Regions from separate parts of the Mus musculus genome. Here all the other regions are linked to region 1. A link is a contact called in public HiChIP or PLAC-seq data. All regions are on one chromosome and are shown on one strand. The core of a region is the stretch at or near the end of the contact, and the rest is flanking DNA. Distances in the headings are between cores, read along the strand shown.

Region 1 (2,870 bases), core at 169-2,668:
TTCCTCTTGTTTCTTAAACCAACACCAACTGGAAAAGCATCTGTGGATAAAATTTGTTTTCAGCTGAGTTAAAAGCATAGGTCCCCCAAAAATGGCCTGCTCGGGACCATAATCCCTGCTAGGCTGTCAGCAGGGGGGAGAGCTTCAACAGATGTCACCATCCCCAAGGCCTCCGGAGCTCATCGCGCTGTTAAAGGTCTCCTTCACAGGGGATGTCTATGGAAGTCGGGCGGCATAGCAACCATTTTACTCACAAGTGTAAAGTGTTAGAGTATTCACAGTTCACTCTCGCCATGGTTTTAGAGCAGGCCCACTATTCCACAGAGAAGGCGCTTTTGTCTGGTCTCCAGATGCAGAAACACACACACACATACACACACACACACACACACACACACACACACACACACACACACAAATACCCAGAGAACTATGCTTCTGCAGAGGTAATGAAGAGGAAATGGGAATACACAAGGGGGTCAGAAACTATACATACACACACATACACACACATACACATACATACATACATACATACATACATACATACACATATGTCATGGCAGACAGAGCTAGCATTCTACCCACAAGGTTAAACTGCTAGAGCATATTCACATGTAACAGACAAAGAACAGCACCCTCTCTCCTTCCCTTAGAAACCTCCACAGAACCTGTTTCAGCTCCCAGGGGACATCCAAGGAAACATGAAAACACGAGGACAGTGCTTTATGTGCTGGCTCGTGTCGGCTACCTCTGTTCTGGGGGCATGGATGATACTGGATTATTTGTGACACTACTTATGAGACCGACCTCAGGTTTTCAGTCTGAATGTTGGACTTTTTGCAACTCCTGCCATAGTTGGGGTGATAACACCACTTGTTGGAAACATTCCCCCCACTCATTTGATTGTCTTCCTGGCTTCCACACGCCCCGTCAGGTTTCATCTGGGACTAACGGGAGGGCTGAGGCCTGCAGTTGTCAATAACTAGGGAGCTCTAAGTCCAGGGTCTACCATGAAGTTCAGGTCCAACCCAGGCCATAAGCAACAGGGCTTCAGTAACTATACTTTTATCCTCTAAGGCAGTGACTCTTAACCTTCCCAGTGCTGCTATCTTTTAATACAGTTCTTCATCTTATGGTGACCCCACTCCAACCATAAAATTCTTTTCCTTACTACTTCATAATTGTAATTTAGCTGCTGTTATGAGTCCTAATGTAAATACCTGATATGCAGAATATCTGATATGCGACACCTGTGAAAAGGGTTGTGACCATCAGGTTGAGAGCCACTTTTCTAAGGGGACTAATATTTGCCATTACACTCATCCTCCCTTTTAAGCTGGCAACAATTTACAGATTATAAAGACACCCTGCTGTAGGAAGCTATGATAGCCACTAGGGGGCAGGATCACCTCACTGAATTCTCAACAACTGGCTGGCTCCACGCAGCACAAAGCTGGGGGCAGAGGGAGGAGAGCACACTGGTAATGGAGGTTTTGCTTGATTCTTGGCATTAGAAGGCAGCCTGCACTTTGGGGGAAGCCCGGGAAGCGTGCATGCACAAAGAGGCAGGGACTGAGTTCCTGCAGCCTCCTCTGCTGCATTGTTGGTTGTCCTGAGAAGGCAGGATGTAGAAAGCACCGAATGTGAAACAACACATTCGGTGGTGTGAAACAACACATTCTTTGTGTTTTTCCTTTTGCTGGTGGCCAAGGCACAACCCTAAACTTCATGGTCTATGAACGGAGACTGGGCCACTGCCAAGACAGACTGAGAAGCAAGCTACTCAGTGAGCATGACCACCACACTACTTATGCCTTAGAAGCCAAGGCCAATTTGCTGTTTTCAAACCGTTAAAAGCCGGCAGGGCCACTGAACCTGTAGAAAGCTAATCATAAGCCCGTTGTCACTGCAGGAGGTTAGAGATTTATCAGCTCAGAGCACAGAGGAAATTCTTGTTGACTTAGAATTTGAGGTCATATCCTCACCCAGATGGAGGGGAAACATACACGTGTGTGCCCAGGCTAATGATTCCTGGGACTCATCTCAGCGGGTGGCAGCTTGGACACATAAACCAACCAACCATAGTGATGCACTGCACTTAGCAAACAGCAGGCACTTAGCTCGAGTCTGCTCTGCAGACCTAATCTACTCAGTGTAGAGTCAGAACCCAGGAGACCTGGCACGGGGCATGAAACTGCTGAGCCTCTGGTTCTCCAGTATCTGCCCTACAAAGACGCATGCACAGAGCAAGGGTCTGGATGCTCTTTGTCAAAGTGGGGAAGCTTTTAGTGACACAGTGACACTCTTCCTATCCATCTTTGCCCTGCATAACAGGCTGGAAAAGTAGCTTCATTGCACTGATGAGCCAGTCCTGCACGAAGAGGGAAATGCTGGCCAGGCAACACAGCAGATGGATAAAAGATGAGCTCACTTGTCTAGGTAGCCCTGGAATTTAGACCTGGCCTCCTTACGTGCCAGGCTTGAGGGCTCGTCCAGTAAGAAGTGGACAGCCGCAAGCTTCCTTACCCTTAAGTTAAGGAGTTACTGAGACTGTGAAGTCTCTGTACCTCATGAAATGGTGGTAGATGTTTCTAAGACTCTTTAAATGGCTGTCTGAAGTGTTTACAAATAAGAGGTTCATCTCAGGCCCCATACAACACTGAGGGAGCACAATGAATCCAGTATGTGGGGTGAGTAACGAATGGATTGGGGTGGTAGGCCTCCGTGGTGCCCAGCCCAGCCCAGGCTACATCCAGTCATCGCTGTAACACCTTTCATTTCTAGTACAGGCATTTAGACTTATAAATTTCACTCTGGCCACTGCTTTAGCTACACCCCATGGATGCTAGTTTTATTTTCTACGGAAC
Region 2 (2,870 bases), core at 175-2,674, 210 kb after region 1:
TGAGAAATGACTAGATAAGGGAGATGTAGTCCAGACTCCCTACAGTATTTAAAGAAGGGAAAGTCCTGCTGTTGGCAACAACTTAGGTGGAACAAAGTTAATGAACTAAGCCAGGTCCAGGAAGTCAAACACCATAGGAGCTCACTCACATGTGGATTATGAAAAAAGAATCTGGGGGCTGGAGAAATGGCTCAGCGGTTGAGAGTATTGACTGCTCTTCTGAAGGTCCTGAGTTCAAATCCCAGCAACCACATGGTGGCTCACAACCATCCATAATGAGATCTCATGCCCTCTTCTAGTGTGTCTAAAAACAGCTACAGTGTAATTACATATAATAATAAATAAATCTTTAAAAAAAGAAAAGAAAAGAAAAGAAAAAAGAGTCTGAGAGAAGTAGAGAAGTGAGAGTGGAGAGGTGATCAGCACCATCCTGGCAGGGGTGGGGGCAGGGTGGGGGCTGGGGGTGGGGGTGGGGTGTTCTGGGATTGACCAATGGGTACAAAGTTTTAGATGCCAACAAGTTCTGGGGTTTTATTGCACAGAATTCCAGAGTTGAGAATAGCATATCATATGTTGCAAGGTAGAAGATTTCAATGCTCTCACCACAAAAAATAATAAGCATCTAAGATGATGACATGCTAATAGCCCTACTGTTATCAGGATGCAATGCACATTCATTAAAAACCCCACGCTAGAGCTGAGAGACACACACCACTGTGTTCTATGCATATGTACAATTTCTATGTTCAAACTAACCAGTGAAAGTTAGAAATCAAACCTAACTTAAAGAAAACCTGTGCAGTTTCGCCAGGCCGTCTGCTAAGGAGAACCTACCGAAGCCTGATTTACATCCAGGTCCTGGAGGGCACAGCCAGCAGTTCCTCCAACATGGAGACACTCTTGGCTGTTCCTAGAGTCCACAGGGAGACCCCTGGATTACCCCTGGTCCTTTCAGGCCTCCTCGGCTCTTCCAGACCAGAAACAACCCAACTTCCCCTGTTGGGGCCAGCACACAACAACAAAACCATATATAGACCCTGAGCAGGGAAGACAGCACATCATCAGAGGGGCCTCCCAGGGCCAAGACAGGCCATAGTGACCCTCAGACACCCCTGAAGGGAGTGGACAGAAACATCCTAAACTGAACCAACTCTCCCTCAATCATTTATAGCACAAACCCTGGGGCCAGCTCCCAGATGCAGTATGTCTTCAAAATCCCCCATGGGGCTCACAGCTACAGCTGAGATGACACACTAGGAGCAACGGACTTGGGAACAAGAAGCCCAGAGCCTGGGACATTCCCCCAGCAGGCATGCCTAAAGGGAAGTGGGCAACACACAATGGCCGCAAAGACCAGGATGCCTTGGTAGACTCCAGCCAGTCCAGCAGTGCAACCACCGGTTTATTATTAACTTCACTGAGTCACGGTTTCTTCATTGGTTACTGCTGAGCGATCTCAAAGACTTCTACTGAATGTTAATCAGACACTCCAGGAGGGGTTATGTTCCCGGCTGCCAACTCCCCCACCCCTCCCCAAGCCCCACCCCCAGTTCTGTTTTCATCAACACAACAAGTTTTAGCTACTTATTATCAAAGTCTTCCGAAGGTGAGACTACTGCTCAGGTGGCTGTGAGTCAGCATTTTCAGGGAGTCCAGACTCACAGCAGTAACATCCCCCTAACCCCACCATGGAAATGGCCTTGAGGTTCAGCCCCCAAGTGTTCATGAGTCTGGCAGAGCACTGATACAGGAGGCCAACACATAACTACCACACAAGGGGCACCCCAGCCTCCCACCTCCTACCCCTACACAGCTACTCAGCAAAGGCAGGAGAGCAGGACAAAGAGCTCTCAACTTACCAAAGAGTTTGAGTAGTTGCTTGTCATTTTAAAACATCACTGGAAGCTGGGCGTGGTGGCGCACGCCTTTAATCCCAGCACTTGGGAGGCAGAGGCAGGTGAAATTCTGAGTTCGAGGACAGCCTGGTCTACAGAGTGAGTTCCAGGACCATGCAGAGAAACCCTGTCTCACAAAAACAACAACAACAAAAAAAATTCACTGGAGGAAAAAATATGTATAACACAGGACTGGCAATCTTCCTAATCATCCTTTATTTAAAAAAAAAAAAAAAAGAAGAAGAAGAAGAAGGGGGAGGAGGAAGAAGAGGGGGAGGAAGAGAAGAAGAGGAGGAAGAAGAGGAAGAAGAAGTTGAAGTTTATAGCCATCACTGTCCTCACATTGGGCGGAGATGGCACTGGCTTGGTCAGTATCCCTTTACTGCTATATCTACGTCTCAGCTCAGGGCACACCAGCCTGCAGGAACGGGGTGGGTGTTCTCACTGTGTCCCTCAGACCGCATCCCATGAGTCTCACACAAATGGCATTAGAAAAGGAGTGTGTAAATCAACAGAGACAGCCACTAGGTTTAAGGTGACTGTCACTGGAGGCCACACCCCTGGGTTACACCCAGGGTTGGGTCTTTGGAATGCAAGGCCTCCTATCAGCTGCCCTTTGAATTTCTGATTAGCTGCTTAGGGACCATTTCTCCATTCATGCATTCCAGAGCTTACTGGACAGTGGAAGGGGCAGAGACTCCTTAAACCTAAAGTGACTAAAGGGACTTTCCTCCAGAAAAAGAAAAGAGAGAAAGCCATGTGGAAGAATGCCCAGAGGATAGGGAGAGGGAGTTTGGAGCAGAGAACCCAAGGAAGAACTAAGGGACTCAGGTACCCAGCACTCCAAAATGACAGGGGCTAGGCATCTGCAGGGGACCTCGGAGGCAACATCCCCAGTGAATGGCGCATCAGACATGAGGAATAAAGAACAAGCCTGCATCTGTCCAAAATGTGGAGGGCACAGGGAGTCATGAC
Region 3 (2,870 bases), core at 179-2,678, 160 kb after region 1:
TTGGTTAACAATGTATTGATGTTGACTCACCAGGTACTATGCATTAGACAGATTTTAAATATACCAAACGCATGCTTAATTTTCTATAAACTGAAAACTGTCCTAAATATAGTTTACCAATATTTTCAAGTAACTGACCAGAAGCATATGTGGGAGGAATTCCTATACCATGCCAGAAACTCGAGTTTAAAAATGATGGATAAGGGTTTGGCATGGGCACACATCTTTAACGCAAGAATTTGGGAAATAGAGGAAGAATCTGTCAGTTTGAAGCCAGCCTGGTCTACAAAGAGTTCAGACCAGAGAAGGATACATAGGGAGACCTTGTTTAAACATCACACACACACTCACACACACACACACACACACACACACACACACACACACGGCAGGGGGTCTTCTACATCGCACATCCCCCTATAAACAGGTGCTGTGCAGTGTGCAGCTCCAGGGACTAGAAATGAGACATAAGCTCTGTGATCAGGTTACTCAAGTCCTAGGCAGACCATCTACAATCAACAAAACACATCACGATATGTCCTTCCAATTTAGCTACAACCAGATATCAGGACGAGAGAAACCTGGCTATAATCGGCATTTGTAGTTTACTTCTCCTTGTGTAAAGCAAGAGCAGTAACTGACCACAGACAGAACCGCATTGCCTCTCTCAGGATGCTCCCATTCTTGGTTCATGCCAGTTAACCTGGCATTAAGAAACATGGACGGCCAGCAGTCCTGTGATTGGGCTCAGTGGCTATCTTTGTGGGCTCATAGGTTCCAACTGCCATTCAACCTGTCTAGAAAGCAGGACAGTTTCTCCACACTTCTTTCTACTCTCTGGAGCCCACAAAGCTCTGGGGCTCTGTCACTACTGCTCTTGCCCCTGTGACCTGTGGACCCACCTACCCAACTCCCCAACTTCATCTCTTGAGGATGAAGAGCCAGCGGGAGCAGGATGAAGATATAGAAAGAGCAGGCAGTTGTCCAGGTCACAGAATGAGGTGAGCTCATTGTCTGTCCAGGGTCCAGATGAGGATGACACCTCATATTCTTCATCTTCATGCTTGTTCATCCTCTTCAGATGCAGCTCTAACCTAACACTCTGGTCCTCTGCCCCCTGGCATGTCACTGAGGGAAACACCGTGGGCCAGGGCCATCTTCAGTCTCAGGATATCCATCCAAGGCCACAAACTGGACCGAAAACTGAGTAGCAGACACTAATGCAGGGCACCAGGACAAGGGCCCTCCCAGTGTCAACCCTTCCTCGGGTATGCTTCTACGGATGGTTCTACTCAGGAGTCTCTGAGCTGAGGCACCTCCTTCTGTGAATGTGCACCTACCAGCCAAGGCATGGCATCATGGAGGCTGAGTACTCTTCAGAAGGGTGGAGACTAGAGGACGACAGGCTAAGAGCCAAGGCATCAGGACACACCCTCATGGGGCCACGCATGTGCAGGCTCAAGCTGGCTCCATAAACACGTCCTATATAAGCCACACCTGTCTGCAGGTCTTTGTCCTGAACCCTATCAACACAGAAATTCTGCACATTCTGTCCTGTGCGTGGGAAGCTAAATCAAAAAGGATTGTCACAGGATGAATCTCACAAAAATATACCCAGCGGGCTCTAGCTGCTTGTCCTCCTCCTCATGGCAGCACCCAATAGAGTCGGGGTGACAAAAGGTGGCAGTAAAGGGTCAGAGCTGGCAGCTACAGAAAATCCCAGGAGAGAGCTATGGGCCCTGAGTTACAAGCAATAGATCTTGGGACCCATGTCCTTCTCTTGACCTGACCAGGGCCCCTCTGAGAGACCAGTCTGAGAGCCATTTTATGGCCTTGACTTGGCTTTGTCTGTGGCCTAATCTGTGGTTACCAAGGACAACCACAAACAAACATGGCTATGCCCAACCCACACCTGGCTATGTAGATGCCTGGAGCCTGCTGATGTTGATAACCTTGTCTCCGGGCCAGCAAGTCCTCAAGGAAGCAGAAGGGGCTTATGACCTGACACTAATTACACATGTGAATGGCAGTGTGCATATTTAAAACGCAGAGACTAGGAGGAAGGTGGGGGTGGGCTCTGTGATATAAAGCTTGCCTAGAATGTATGATTCCCCAAAATTGGGCCTTTTTTTTTTTTGAGAAATATGTGAGAAATATGTGAGTTGTTGTGACAGCCCATATATGACTAAAAGTCTGAGTGAGGGACCTGTGAGAGAGTTCTGATGTGTCAGTCAATAAGTATATGAATGTGCACATGTGTGTATGTGTGTGTATATACATGCATGCTTTGGGGGAATACATGCATGCTTTGGTCCTGAACCTTGGGCAAAAGGTAGAGTTTTAACCAACAAGTGAAGTGTATGTTGAAAAAGAAAGCTTCTGCCCCAGCCAGCCGCCTCTGCCCCTCACCATGGCCAGCAGGAGTCTCTGGTAAAGGAGGAGCAGGTCTACTATGACTACCACTCAGGAGGTCAAAGTCCCCAGGGAGAGAAAGGACTAGCCAGTTCAACACACTTCCATTCACACAATTAAGCCATGAATTCAACCCTGGCTGTCGTGTCCAATTAAATTTCATTCTGGCCAAGCCACGTCAAGAGTGATTATTTTTCTACCAATTTCTCTAAGAGATGCATGGTTAAAACCACTACATGCTACTACATAGAATAAAGGTATGTTTGCATCCAACCCTTTGTGAATCATCAAAAATTCCAATCCTGTTGGGTCCTGTGAATGAGCTCCCTAGAGCACCACAGAACCGTGGAAGAGTGGAGAGACATGCCCTCGGGATCCCAGCGTGTTTTTACATGTTCGTCACTACAGTGGAAGCCTGGGTGCTTGCTCTCTCCACTGGCCCTCTTTCTTATTGTTCT

What was found. HiChIP or PLAC-seq counts read pairs in DNA pulled down with a chosen protein or histone mark.
Region 2: a contact with region 1 is called in a FOXA1 HiChIP or PLAC-seq map of pancreatic cancer cells. The contact joins two enhancer-like sites. A contact is called at or near these places in 1 of 484 Hi-C or Micro-C datasets (granulosa cells) and 1 of 115 datasets of contacts at active chromatin or transcription factors (pancreatic cancer cells).
Region 3: a contact with region 1 is called in a FOXA1 HiChIP or PLAC-seq map of pancreatic cancer cells. The contact joins two enhancer-like sites. A contact is called at or near these places in 1 of 115 datasets of contacts at active chromatin or transcription factors (pancreatic cancer cells) and 1 of 9 other capture datasets (pancreatic islet).

The regions. Positions count from the first base shown.
Region 1 is chr11:8,423,008-8,425,877 of GRCm38.p6, forward strand. No RefSeq gene overlaps it. Among named protein-coding and RNA genes, the nearest start is that of Tns3, 240 kb to the right of the region's middle. Within about 2 kb of position 1,419, at least 83 of the 459 cell types and tissues checked have an H3K27ac peak or open chromatin away from gene starts, as enhancers often do. A contact at or near this core is called in pancreatic cancer cells, where this site is marked.
Region 2 is chr11:8,633,512-8,636,381 of GRCm38.p6, forward strand. All of the region lies in intron 1 of Tns3 (tensin 3), which reads right to left. Among named protein-coding and RNA genes, the nearest start is that of Tns3, 30 kb to the right of the region's middle. Within about 2 kb of position 1,425, at least 78 of the 459 cell types and tissues checked have an H3K27ac peak or open chromatin away from gene starts, as enhancers often do. A contact at or near this core is called in pancreatic cancer cells, where this site is marked.
Region 3 is chr11:8,580,868-8,583,737 of GRCm38.p6, forward strand. All of the region lies in intron 3 of Tns3 (tensin 3), which reads right to left. Among named protein-coding and RNA genes, the nearest start is that of Tns3, 82 kb to the right of the region's middle. Within about 2 kb of position 1,429, at least 55 of the 459 cell types and tissues checked have an H3K27ac peak or open chromatin away from gene starts, as enhancers often do. A contact at or near this core is called in pancreatic cancer cells, where this site is marked.